Regions from separate parts of the Mus musculus genome. Here regions 2 and 3 are each linked to region 1. The links are chromatin contacts, called in public HiChIP or PLAC-seq maps. All regions are on one chromosome and are shown on one strand. Each heading gives the region's core, a stretch centred on a gene start, on an enhancer-like site or on the middle of the called end of the contact. The rest is flanking DNA. Distances are from core to core; before and after follow the strand shown. Region 1 holds the start of Gnmt (glycine N-methyltransferase). Region 2 overlaps Bicral (BRD4 interacting chromatin remodeling complex associated protein like). Region 3 overlaps Bicral (BRD4 interacting chromatin remodeling complex associated protein like).

Region 1 (3,541 bases), core at 571-3,070:
CTTGTCTCAAAAAACAAACAAACAAACAAAATGCACCACCATGCCTGGTTCCCCAGTTTTAAAAACCCTAAGTAAATAAAAGATACCACTTAAGATGCTGAGATGAGATTTGAAAAAAGTCTAGGATTGATAGGTTTACCCCCAAAATGCTTTGATACGTGGCATTGGATTTACTTGAAATTCCCAAATACAGTTTCTCCTCTCTGCTTTGTCTCCACAGGGACTGATGTAGCCCAGATTTGCCTTGAAGTCTATGTACCCTAGAATATCTTTGAACTCCAGCTTTTCTGTTCTCAGCTGCCAAGTATAGGACTTACAGGCACACACCATCACACTCAGCCTCGAGAATCTTTCTGAGCATAGTGTCAGAGGCCTGTGTGTAGGGACATTGAGTCCCCAAGACTGAGCCTGGTCAGAACCATTTGAGATTGGCGCTGTGCTAACAAAAGTTAAAAAATATGGGCTGGAGAGATAGGTCAGCCATTAAAAGCCCTATCTGCAGCTAGGGTCGTAGCGCACGCTTTTAGCCCTAGCCCTTGGGAGGCAGAGGCAGTCGGATCTCTGAGTTCGAGGCCAGCCTGGTTTACAGAGTGAATTCTAGGACAGCCAGAGAAACCCTTTCTCACAAAAACCAAACCAAACCAAACAAACCACTTGGTCCTCTGTGGGGTTCAGTGTCCTCAGCACCACCGAGTGGCTCCCCACTGTCTACAACTGCAGGTTCAGGGTATCTGAAGCTCTCGATTCTGGGCTCCACGGGCGTCAGACACATACTGACATCTATGAAGTCAAAACAGCCATACCTACTATAAGAAGGTTAAGTCACACAACTGTGGGCCTCCTTCCATCTCCAGGGTTCACCCTGCATTGGGAAGGCGAAGGGAGGGCGGGCGGGCGGGCGGGCGGGATGCTCCCTGTCTTCTCTCTTCTTTCCACGTAACGAGTGTTCACAGAGTTGGAAGTGTGTGGGCAGGCAGGGCAGGCGGGGCAGGCTTCTCGTCGCTCACACGCATCTTCCAGAGCCGACTTTAGCCCGGCTGGGATCTTGTCCTTGGTGGGGTAAAAAGGGTGAGCGGGTAACACGAAACGGACCCTCAGGTTATACAGTGACGCTAGCCCGAGCGGGCGCCATGAGCACCTTCCCTGCCGACCCCCAACTTTCCTCTCTGAAGGTGCTCCCATGGAAAGCAGATGGAAGGCTTGCTATGTCTCCCACATTGTTCACTAATTCATTGAGCACTAATAATCCTCCTGTCTCACCTTACTACACCCAGCCTTTAAGAGATTGCAGAGTATAAAGCCCATGGATTGGAAGGCCCAGGCTACCTTAGGAGGCTCCTGGCTGGTATGGGGGAGGGGAAGAGAGACACGCCTATCTCCAGGTGTACTCTTGTACTTGGATGGGCATCTTTCTCAAAGACTGTTCATAATGTCCCGACACAGTGGCTCTCTTTAGCGGAGTGTTCCCTCCACTAAATGATAAGCAGTGTTGTGTAGACACTGTGCTGGGCTGGGCATGTAATAATTCTGTTTTGGGTGGATTTCAGGCTTCTTCCCCTTCCTCCTTGGGTAGGGGTGGAGTGATCTCTCATTGCTTTACTTTGTGAGTTCCTCCCGGCCACCCTGGCGAGTCCTATCTGACCTGTCTTACTAAGCCAGGTCCAGGATTGCTGTGCTGAGCCATCCTCAAGGCAGAGGCAGCAAGCCTGGCTCTGGGCCCAGGGCCCAGCAGGGGCGTGTCCCTGCTCTCACCTGCCATTGGCCAGGTGGGACTGCCTTGCCAGAGGATTATAAGTGCGGATCGCGTGGCCTGAGAGCCAGGCGCCGGTCAGGATGGTGGACAGCGTGTACCGTACCCGCTCCCTGGGGGTGGCGGCCGAAGGGCTCCCGGACCAGTATGCAGATGGGGAGGCCGCACGTGTGTGGCAGCTGTACATCGGGGACACCCGCAGCCGTACCGCAGAGTACAAGGCGTGGTTGCTTGGGCTGTTGCGCCAGCACGGGTGCCACAGGGTGCTGGACGTAGCCTGTGGCACAGGGTGAGTCCAAACGGGCCGGCCTGCTTAGGCCAGTCTGGGCAGCCTCTGCGGGCTGGAGCCTGGCAGGCAGTACTAGGGGGTCAAGAGCCCTTGCTCATCAGGGTAGTATGGGCATGGGAGAGCATCTGCCGAAACAGTGCGGGAAGGGGCCAGGGTGTGCGCAGAGAAGGATTCATGGGACAGAGCAAAATCCGAGCTTTGGGTCAAGGTGGATCCTTGGCTCCGGCGCTGTTCCTCCTGCGATTGGCCTCTGGCAGTGTGAACAGAACATTTGTAGCACGTTTGCACAGCCAAGTGCTGTGCCAGGAGTTTGGGTACGTGTGTTGCAAGCTGTAACAAAACCCCACGAGGTGAGCAGCGCTTTTCTCCAACCAGTAGTACTAAAGAAAAAGTCATTTCCAAGAGGTAAAAGGCCCCCATTTGGTGGAGAGGATACAGACCAGGATAGTGTCTGGCCCACACTCCCGACTCAGCCCAGAACTCACGGACACCTCTGACTGAGATATTTCCAGGAGCACCAGTATGCCAGGTTCTCAAGTGCACTTTTGTAGAATGCCTGACTATGATTTAAAAACAAAAACAACAACAAAAAGCCATTGAGCCGGTGAGATGGTCCGACTACTAAGAGCCCCTTAGGCTCTGGCAGAAGACAGGCTCTCAGTGCCTAGCATCTGCATCAGGTGGCTCATAATCGCCTGGAATTCCGTTCCAGGGGGAGGTTAGCGCTCCCTTCTGGCCGTGGAGGGCACTGTACTCACATGTACTACACATACAGACATAATTAAAAATAAAAAAAAATGTGTTGATGTCAGGAGTAGTGGCACATATATTTAATCCCAGCACTCAGGGAGTCCTAAATAGGTGGCTCTCTGTGAGTTCCAGGCCCTGCAGGGCTACATTAGGAGACCCTGTTTCTAATAAGAGGCAGCTGGGGAGATGGCACATGTTCTTACAGAGGACCCAAATTTGGTGCCCAGCACCCTCTCTGGGGTCTGCAGACACAAGGTATGCACATGATGCACATATTCAGGCACGACACATGAAATTAAATTTTGAAAAAAAATTTTTTTGAAACAGAGTCTCTCTTTGTAGCCCCAGCTGTCTTGGAACTCACTGTTTAAACCAGGCTAAAAAAAAAACAAAAAACAAAAAAAAAAAAACTCTCAAAAAATTTTTTTGCTACTTGATAAGGAAAATTCTTTTTTTTTTTTTTTTAAGATTTATTTATTATTATATGTAAGTACACTGTAGCTGTCTTCAGACACCAGAAGAGGGAGTCAGATCTTGTTACGGATGGTTGTGAGCCACCATGTGGTTGCTGGGATTTGAACTCTGGACCTTCAGAAGAGCAGTCGGGTGCTCTTACCCACTGAGCCATCTCACCAGCCCCCAGGAAAATTCTTAATGGGTCACTTGAGACCAGTAGAGATGGCCTGGGACAGGAAGCAGAGGAACGGACTCTGGAATGTTATGTCTGGGGAAATGTCACACACATTTGGCCT
Region 2 (3,541 bases), core at 704-3,203, 89 kb before region 1:
GGGTGCTCCTGCTGGTGGTTTTCAGGGGCTCCATTCTGGAGTGAAGAGATACGGGCATAGCTTTGTGAAGACAGCATGCACTGTAAGGGCAGGAAGTAGGTCACATGCCGTTCACATCCACGGCAACAAGAGTGGCTCTACTTTATAATTCCTGTGTAGGTTTTCTATAGAAATCCTAGACTATTGCAATGAACAAAAACACCATTATCGGAAGCGTGAACTGTTTATGTTTGTAAAAATTTTAATTTAGCAAATACTTTTTAAAGGTTTATTTGATTACTTTTAGTTTGTCCATGTATGTGTCTGTGTAAGGGGTATACGGGTGCCAGCGGTGGCTAGAGATGCCAGTCCCCGGGAGCTGGAGTTGCAGGCAGTGGTGAGCCACCCAAGGTGGGCACTGGGAACTGAACTCAGGCCCTCTGCAAGAGCAGCAAGTGTTCTTAAACTGCTGAGCCAAACCTTCCAGTCTCCTAATCCAGCATTTGTGGTTCATCTTATGCGCAAGTGAAAGAGTTCAGCAGTTAGGCAGTGGCTGAAGAAGCCTGGAACCTGAATTGATCCCTGAAACCCATGTACCGCTGGAAGGAAGGGGAGGGCCCAGTCCACAAAGGTGTCCTCGTACCTCCACACATGCACACACACATGCATACTGGCATACACGTGCACACTCGCACACATGCACAGATGTGCACACACACATAGTAATCTATTTTTAACTGTTAACATTCTCGAGGACTGCATTTCTTGGCGTTGCGTTCAGGGTGGGTAGTTAGTCAGCTCTGCCCCAAGCACTCACAGAGAGCAGGAAGTTTACCCCCTGCTCTCCAGCCACTGCTTGCTTACAGTGACCCCTGGAGCCTGGGCTCAGTCTGAGACTCGGAGCCATGGAAACTGAAAGGGGACAGAAAACTGCTCGCCTGGTGTCTGTCTCCCATAGCCTAGATTCTGCAGTATCTGTGTTACTCGTACTAAGGGTCCATGTGTGTCTATGTAGTGTGCTCAAGAACAAACACATTTCAAAGTCCTTTATAAACACTCCGACTGTTTGCCTGTAACTTCTTCAGCATCTCCCGAGAAGAGGGGCTTCCTGACATTTCATGTTGTTACCGCCCCACCAAGAGAGTTAATGCCAAGCCAGATAATGCCGATTTCTGTGATCAAGACATTCGTGCACTTTACAGTAGATTTTCACCCAGAATTCAGTCAGAAAATGTTGTTTGCACATTGGTGACCTTACACCTTTAACCCAGGGTTGAGAGCACTGGCTGCTCTTAGCGCCATTACCAGCGCCCGCTTGGGACAGCTCCCAACGGTCTATAACTCCAGTTCCAGGGGGCTCTGCCATTGCTGTCCTGGAACCCACTCTGCAGACAAGGCTGGCCTCAAACTCAGAGATCTGCCTGCCTCTGCCTCCTGAGTGCTGGGATTAATTTTAAGTCATGCGCTATCATATCCAGAAGGAAAAAAAATCAGCATTTTTAAAAAGACTTAAGGAGGGCTGGAGAGATGGCTCAGCAGTTAAGAGCACCCAACTGCTCTTCCAAAGGTCCTGAGTTCAAATCCCAGCAACCACATGGTGGCTCACAACCATCCGTAATGAGATCTGACGCCCTCTTCGGGTGTGTCTGAAGACAGCTACAGTGTACTTACATATAATAAATTAAAAAAAAAAAAAAAAAGACTTAAGGACCTGCGAGGTGGCTCAGCAGGTAAAGGTAGCAGCCGCAAAGCCTAAGCATAGTCTCTGGAAAGCACACGTTGAAAAGAGAGAACCCAGTCCCACAGGCTGTCCCCTCTGACCACCACAATCATACACGCTGTGGCATGTGCTCCCCATGCCCCCGAAATGTAAAGATAAAAACATACTTGGACAAAGTAGATAAACAGTGTAGTGAGTCTTCAGCCAGCGATTAGGTGTGGCCCAGATGAGCTTGTGACTCCCTGCTCATCTATACCTCCCCCCTCCAGACCGTCCGTGTAGTCCCGTCTCTGATCTGGTTGCTTCTTTGTGCTTATCCTACTTTCTTCTTCTCAGTGCTCCAGTTGTCCCAAGGGGCGAGCCCATTGGAGGCACTCGCACGGGCCCTCTGCCTCTGACAGGTCACCTACCGCACTGAGCACTTCTGCCTGCTGCTGGAGGCGTGGTTGGGAAGGCCTTGCCTCTAACTGAGAGCCAGGCGTCCTCTGTGGAGCCCAAAGGAACACCAGGCTTTACACTGCCTTCTAAATGGATCCAAATGTACAAGTCGGAAGTAAGCCAGGTGCTTTTTATGAGAATTTAGCGTGTCAAGCAAAAACTATGATAGGTCTAAGCCTTTTCAGAGCTCCAAAAGGTTTAGTAGCTCTAAAATTCCTTGAGAGCCAGGAGCCAGCATGCACCCTCAAGGCCTTGGGTGTGAGGGTGCAGGTGCGAGCGAGCTGAATTCTCTGTCTTGGTCTCCAGCCCTGCCTCTCTCCTATCCCCTACCCCACACACACATACACACCTTACTGTGTCTGCAGGTGTCCAGCTAGACAGACTTGCTTTCTTCTCCTATGCTTTTAATAAGTCTCTAAACCCTATTTAAAAAAACAAAACGGGGCTGGTGTGATGGCTCAGTGGGTAAGAGCACCCGACTGCTCTTCCGAAGGTCCAGAGTTCAAATCCCAGCAACCACATGGTGGCTCACAACCATCCATAATGAGATCTGACTCCCTCTTCTGGAGTGTCTGAAGACAGCTACAGTGTACTTACATATAACCAATAAATAAATCTAAAAAAACAAACAAAAAACAAAAACAAAACAAAAACTGCCCGGCGTGGTGGCGCACACCTTTAATCCCAGCACTTGGGAGGCAGAGGCAGGCGGATTTCTGAGTTCGAGGCCAGCCTGGTCTGCAGAGTGAGTTCCAGGACAGCCAGGGCTACACAGAGAAACACTGTCTTGAAAAACCAACAAAACAAAACAAACAAACAAACAACAACAAAAAACCAAAAAACAAACAAACAAAAAAACCATTTTTAAGGCAGGGTCGCTTACTATGTAGCTCTGACTGGCCTCAAACTCACAGACATCCACCTGCCTCTTTCTCCCCAGTGCTAATAGGTACCCACCACACCCAGCTTGAGATTCTTCTGTGAAAATCTCTCTCAAACATCCTCTCCATGAATGATGGAGATATTGGCAGTAACCAAGACAGTGCCGGGCCCTGACCAGATAATTTTTAACCCTTTCCCTGGAGCTGCACGTAAGCCGCCTTGTGACAGTCTCACACAACAGTGGAGGCGGTAGGCACAGTGGTCACAGGCCGCTGGATACTGTGCCTTGCCTCTTTCCCGCGGTCATATTCTGCAGCAGGTGCAGGGAGCCTTCCTGGGGAAGCAAGTGTTGGGTCATCCCTGCCTGTGCCCTGTCAGCAGGTGGCGTGTGGCTAAACCTGTCTTCAGTTCTCTCATCTGAAAAAACCGAGGAACTTAGCTGCATAATCGAGGCAAGTGGGGAACATTCTAAACAATGTGACACCTGCCTGCGCCTTAATCCCCATAAATTCTGATCTCAAC
Region 3 (3,541 bases), core at 285-2,784, 71 kb before region 1:
TCGACTCCTTCCAGGACAAAGCGCTGAGGAATTCCCCAAAGAATGAGGTTTTACACACAGACATCATGAAAGGGTCGGGTGAGCCCCAGCCAGATCTCCAGCTCACCAAGAGCCTAGAGAAAACCTTTAAGAACATCCTGGAACTCAAGAACTCGGGGCGGCCGCCAAGCGACCCTACGGCCAGCGGTGCGGCGGACCTGGACTTCCCCAGCTTTTCTCCAATGGCTTCGCAGGAAAACTGCCTAGAAAAATTCATCCCGGACCACAGTGAAGGCGTTGTAGAAACGGACTCCATTTTAGAAGCAGCTGTAAATAGTATTCTAGAGTGTTAATAGCAGCCGTCCTCCTCCAGACCCTGCCCCGGACCAGTTACACTCTCTCCCAGCAAAGCAAATGGAAACGGCTCCCGTCTGTCTCCAGCCTGCTTGGTCCTCCATCACAGGTTATCCTTTCTAATCTCACCCTGTTCTTTTGAAGAGCAATACATGTCGTCATGGCTGCGGGGAGACCCCTCAGTACACCCACCTCTCTCTAGAAAGCAGTCCGATAGGCCCTCCACATTTCAAGTGTTACGAAAGTGCTTACGGCCATTGTTGTTCGTTAATTTGTTTTGTGGTTTGTTTCTTAGCACTGTCGCTCAAGACCACAGTACACTTGGCCCTGGGTAAAATTTTGACAATCATAAGTCATTTCAAAAGAACAGACTTATTAAAGAAAAATCAAACAGGACTGATTTAAAGACTTTCTCACTGCAGCTCCAAAGTAGTGGTTTGGTTTTGTTCTGTTCCAGGGGGAGAGGGTATCTGCGTAGGGAAGACTCTCCCTGACCAGCCCGCTGAGTGGTGGGTAGCCGGTGCTCTGCCTGGAAGCCCACCGCCCTGGCTAAGACGCCAGGAGCACAGCCACAGAGCATCCTCCTGACATCCAGTGCTGTGCGATGCTGCAAAAGCAAAGCCTTGTGTTTGTCTTCAACACATTCGTGCTGAATTCTGTCTGAGAATGGTCTGTTCTTAGCCCCAGGTGTACGCCCTGAAATTCTCACAGGCTCACTAGGGAACAGTGGAAGTCAGTTGTAAGGCAGCGAGTTGGGGAGGCACCGGGGTCTCCGTGTATTCCATCAACTTAAAAGAGGTTTGCATTTTATAATTGGGTGAAGTCAACATAACCTATGTTCTTTATTATCGCTGAATTCTGTTCCATTCAACCTCGTTGTCCCCTTTCCCTCAGCCCTTAGCCAAGCATCAAAAGGCTTTCACTTAAAAACTGTGTTGTACTCTTTCAGTTGAGGCTTTTGAACGGGACTCTGGCCTTGTTCGTGAGAATAGTAGTCAACAGTATCAGTCATTCATTCCCAAACACAGTAAACCAAAGGTCACAACCAGCAGGCCACTGAAGGAAGGAACCGAGGCAGGAGACAGGGGGCCATGTCCTGGCCCCGCCCCCGCTGTGTGTGGTCCAGTTCACCATAGCGATCGAGCCTTCCTCTTTATTATTTTTGTTCCTTTCCGGGAGTGGCCCTCATCCTTCCCTCTGTGCGGGCCTGCACCAGGGCGTGTTCTGTTGCTACTTGCTTCTTCCTGTGTGGTAATGGCCCACAGTGCTGTGTCTGCAACCCTCCTCCCACGTCTCCATCAACCTCTGGGATCCAGAGGTAGCTTTGATGCCTGTGAGGGCTTCCTCCCTCTGTTCATCCCCAGGCTGTGTAAATGCATCCGTTGATCTCCTCTGCTTCGTTATACCCCCAAAATGGAGTTGTCCCTATGGTCATCATGTAGAGTGTTTCTTTTCCAGATTGGCCTGCAATGGAAAGGAAGGCTTTTGATTTTGATTTTTATCTTTTTTTCACATAACACAGCAACAATCTAGGCATGGTGGCATACACCTGTAATCCCAACAGTCAGGTGACTAAAGCAGGAGAGTCACTGGTTCAAGGCCAGCTTGGGCTATATAACACACCCCTGCCTCAAACACAGAAGGAGAGAAATTTGAGCAATAGCAGACTGTGTGGGCCTTTTTTACCCCTCTGTCCACTACACAAAAAAACTCTGTGAGACAGCCAGTCTTTGAGAGCGATGGACCTTCTCCCGCCCACAGCCCAGCCAACCAAACTAGAAGAGTCTGGGCTGTCTTCGAGTTGTCCTTTTCTTCCTTCTCTGTGCCAATGTCCAAGTTGCTGACTTCCTTCCTGTATTATAACACATTAGAAAGATGAGTTGTTTACCAGTTAGACCTCTGTCTGGGCTGCCCTGATCTCTCTGTCACAGGCTCTTCTCATAGCCACATGGTTACCATTCAAGATGGCCCCTGGATGCCTGCAGCACATGGCTACTAATGAATTACTTTAATTATTGCAAATCAGTGGAATTCTCAAGAGACAAGAAAGTCTCGTGTATATTTGTTATCTCTTCCCTCCCTCCCCAGCCCCGGCCCTGGCCCTAGTTTTCTCTCCTGTGTGTCAGGTTACAGGGCTTCTCACCATGACATTAGTCCCACACAAGGAGAGCCTACTGTACCAAAATGAAACTTGTAAATTTTTGTGTCCTTGTATGTAAGTTTACTTTTTATGGAGGAAAGACTCTAGATAATGACAAATGAAGATTACAAAGTGTATTTTACTCCTGTGATTAGGTTACACCACATGGGTCATAACTCACTCCCGAGCCCCCACTGCTGAAGGGAAGCGCTCTGCCTCAGTGGCCAACGTTGGTGGTTCAGGGTCATTAGTCAGTTGAGTTCTAGAACGCGTGCTCAGTAACAAAAAAAAAAAATCACCTTTTCTTCCCTTTGTTTTTAATCCGTTTGTTGTTGTGGAAAAGTATGAATTTGTTATTACGCATTGATTTTCTGTGTCCTTAAGTACTGCCTAAAGATGAAGCAAATTTTGAACTGGCAATTACGATAAGGAAACCCTTTAGTTCTGGAGACTTTAGTAGACTCTGTTAGATTAGGGAGGCCTCACAGGCTGGCCGGCTCCAAGGACGGTCACTCACTGTCAGTGTGGCGTGGCTTTATTTGCTTAAATACCTTCATTTGTATAGTATGTCTCACTTGAAATTGCTTTGTATACATTTTGTAAAAATATTTATAAAATGTTTTGTAAAAAAAAAAAAAAGTATAACAAATTGCAGTTTATTTTGTTATGTTGGATAAATACTGTTAAACCAGTCAGTACCTATATTGTTAATCCATGGTTAGGGTATGTTCAGTTGGAGATTACAAAATGAAACAACCATTGCAATACAGCCAAAGATTTGGGAAAACGTGTCACTGTGATTGTCTTGATTTTGCAACTAGCAATGGTTCCTGTTCCCCAGAAGAAGTGGGTAAGCGGTCAGTGGGAATTCTCTGTAGATGTATTTAACATTGTCAAAAAGTAACCTTCATTAGGGGAGACAGGATCTCACCTGACCAGCTTTCCCACAGTTACAGATTAGACGGAGTTTGCTGAGTGAAGTCTAGTCTCCTACATGTCCCATGTGGGGTCTCCCTCCCTGCTGGCACCTGGGTCCTTAGCTCAGGAAGCAATGGTGGGACTCAATCC

What was found. HiChIP or PLAC-seq counts read pairs in DNA pulled down with a chosen protein or histone mark.
Region 2: an H3K27ac HiChIP or PLAC-seq map of embryonic stem cells shows a contact between it and region 1, with 7 read pairs. The contact joins the enhancer-like site here to the promoter of Gnmt in region 1. A contact is called at or near these places in 3 of 39 promoter capture datasets (hippocampal neurons, liver and macrophages), 1 of 484 Hi-C or Micro-C datasets (rod photoreceptor), 1 of 115 datasets of contacts at active chromatin or transcription factors (embryonic stem cells) and 3 of 9 other capture datasets (adipose tissue, liver and pancreatic islet).
Region 3: a contact with region 1 is called in an H3K27ac HiChIP or PLAC-seq map of embryonic stem cells, with 8 read pairs. The contact joins the enhancer-like site here to the promoter of Gnmt in region 1. A contact is called at or near these places in 10 of 39 promoter capture datasets (cranial neural crest, frontonasal cranial neural crest, hematopoietic stem and progenitor cells and 6 more), 2 of 484 Hi-C or Micro-C datasets (cerebral cortex and neutrophils), 5 of 115 datasets of contacts at active chromatin or transcription factors (bone marrow-derived macrophages, double positive thymocytes and embryonic stem cells) and 3 of 9 other capture datasets (adipose tissue, liver and pancreatic islet).

The regions. Positions count from the first base shown.
Region 1 is chr17:46,727,444-46,730,984 of GRCm38.p6, reverse strand. Gnmt (glycine N-methyltransferase) reads left to right here and starts at 1,820. Exons shown (of 6, transcript NM_010321.1): 1 at 1,820-2,039. The coding sequence starts at 1,834.
Region 2 is chr17:46,816,378-46,819,918 of GRCm38.p6, reverse strand. The region is part of intron 4 of Bicral (BRD4 interacting chromatin remodeling complex associated protein like); the gene reads left to right. Among named protein-coding and RNA genes, the nearest start is that of Bicral, 13 kb to the left of the region's middle. Within about 2 kb of position 1,953, at least 21 of the 459 cell types and tissues checked have an H3K27ac peak or open chromatin away from gene starts, as enhancers often do. A contact at or near this core is called in embryonic stem cells and liver, where this site is marked.
Region 3 is chr17:46,797,839-46,801,379 of GRCm38.p6, reverse strand. It overlaps Bicral (BRD4 interacting chromatin remodeling complex associated protein like), which reads left to right. Exons shown (of 11, transcript NM_001100452.1): 11 at 1-3,264. The coding sequence ends at 332. Among named protein-coding and RNA genes, the nearest start is that of Rpl7l1, 17 kb to the right of the region's middle. Within about 2 kb of position 1,534, at least 21 of the 459 cell types and tissues checked have an H3K27ac peak or open chromatin away from gene starts, as enhancers often do. A contact at or near this core is called in bone marrow-derived macrophages, embryonic stem cells and neutrophils, where this site is marked.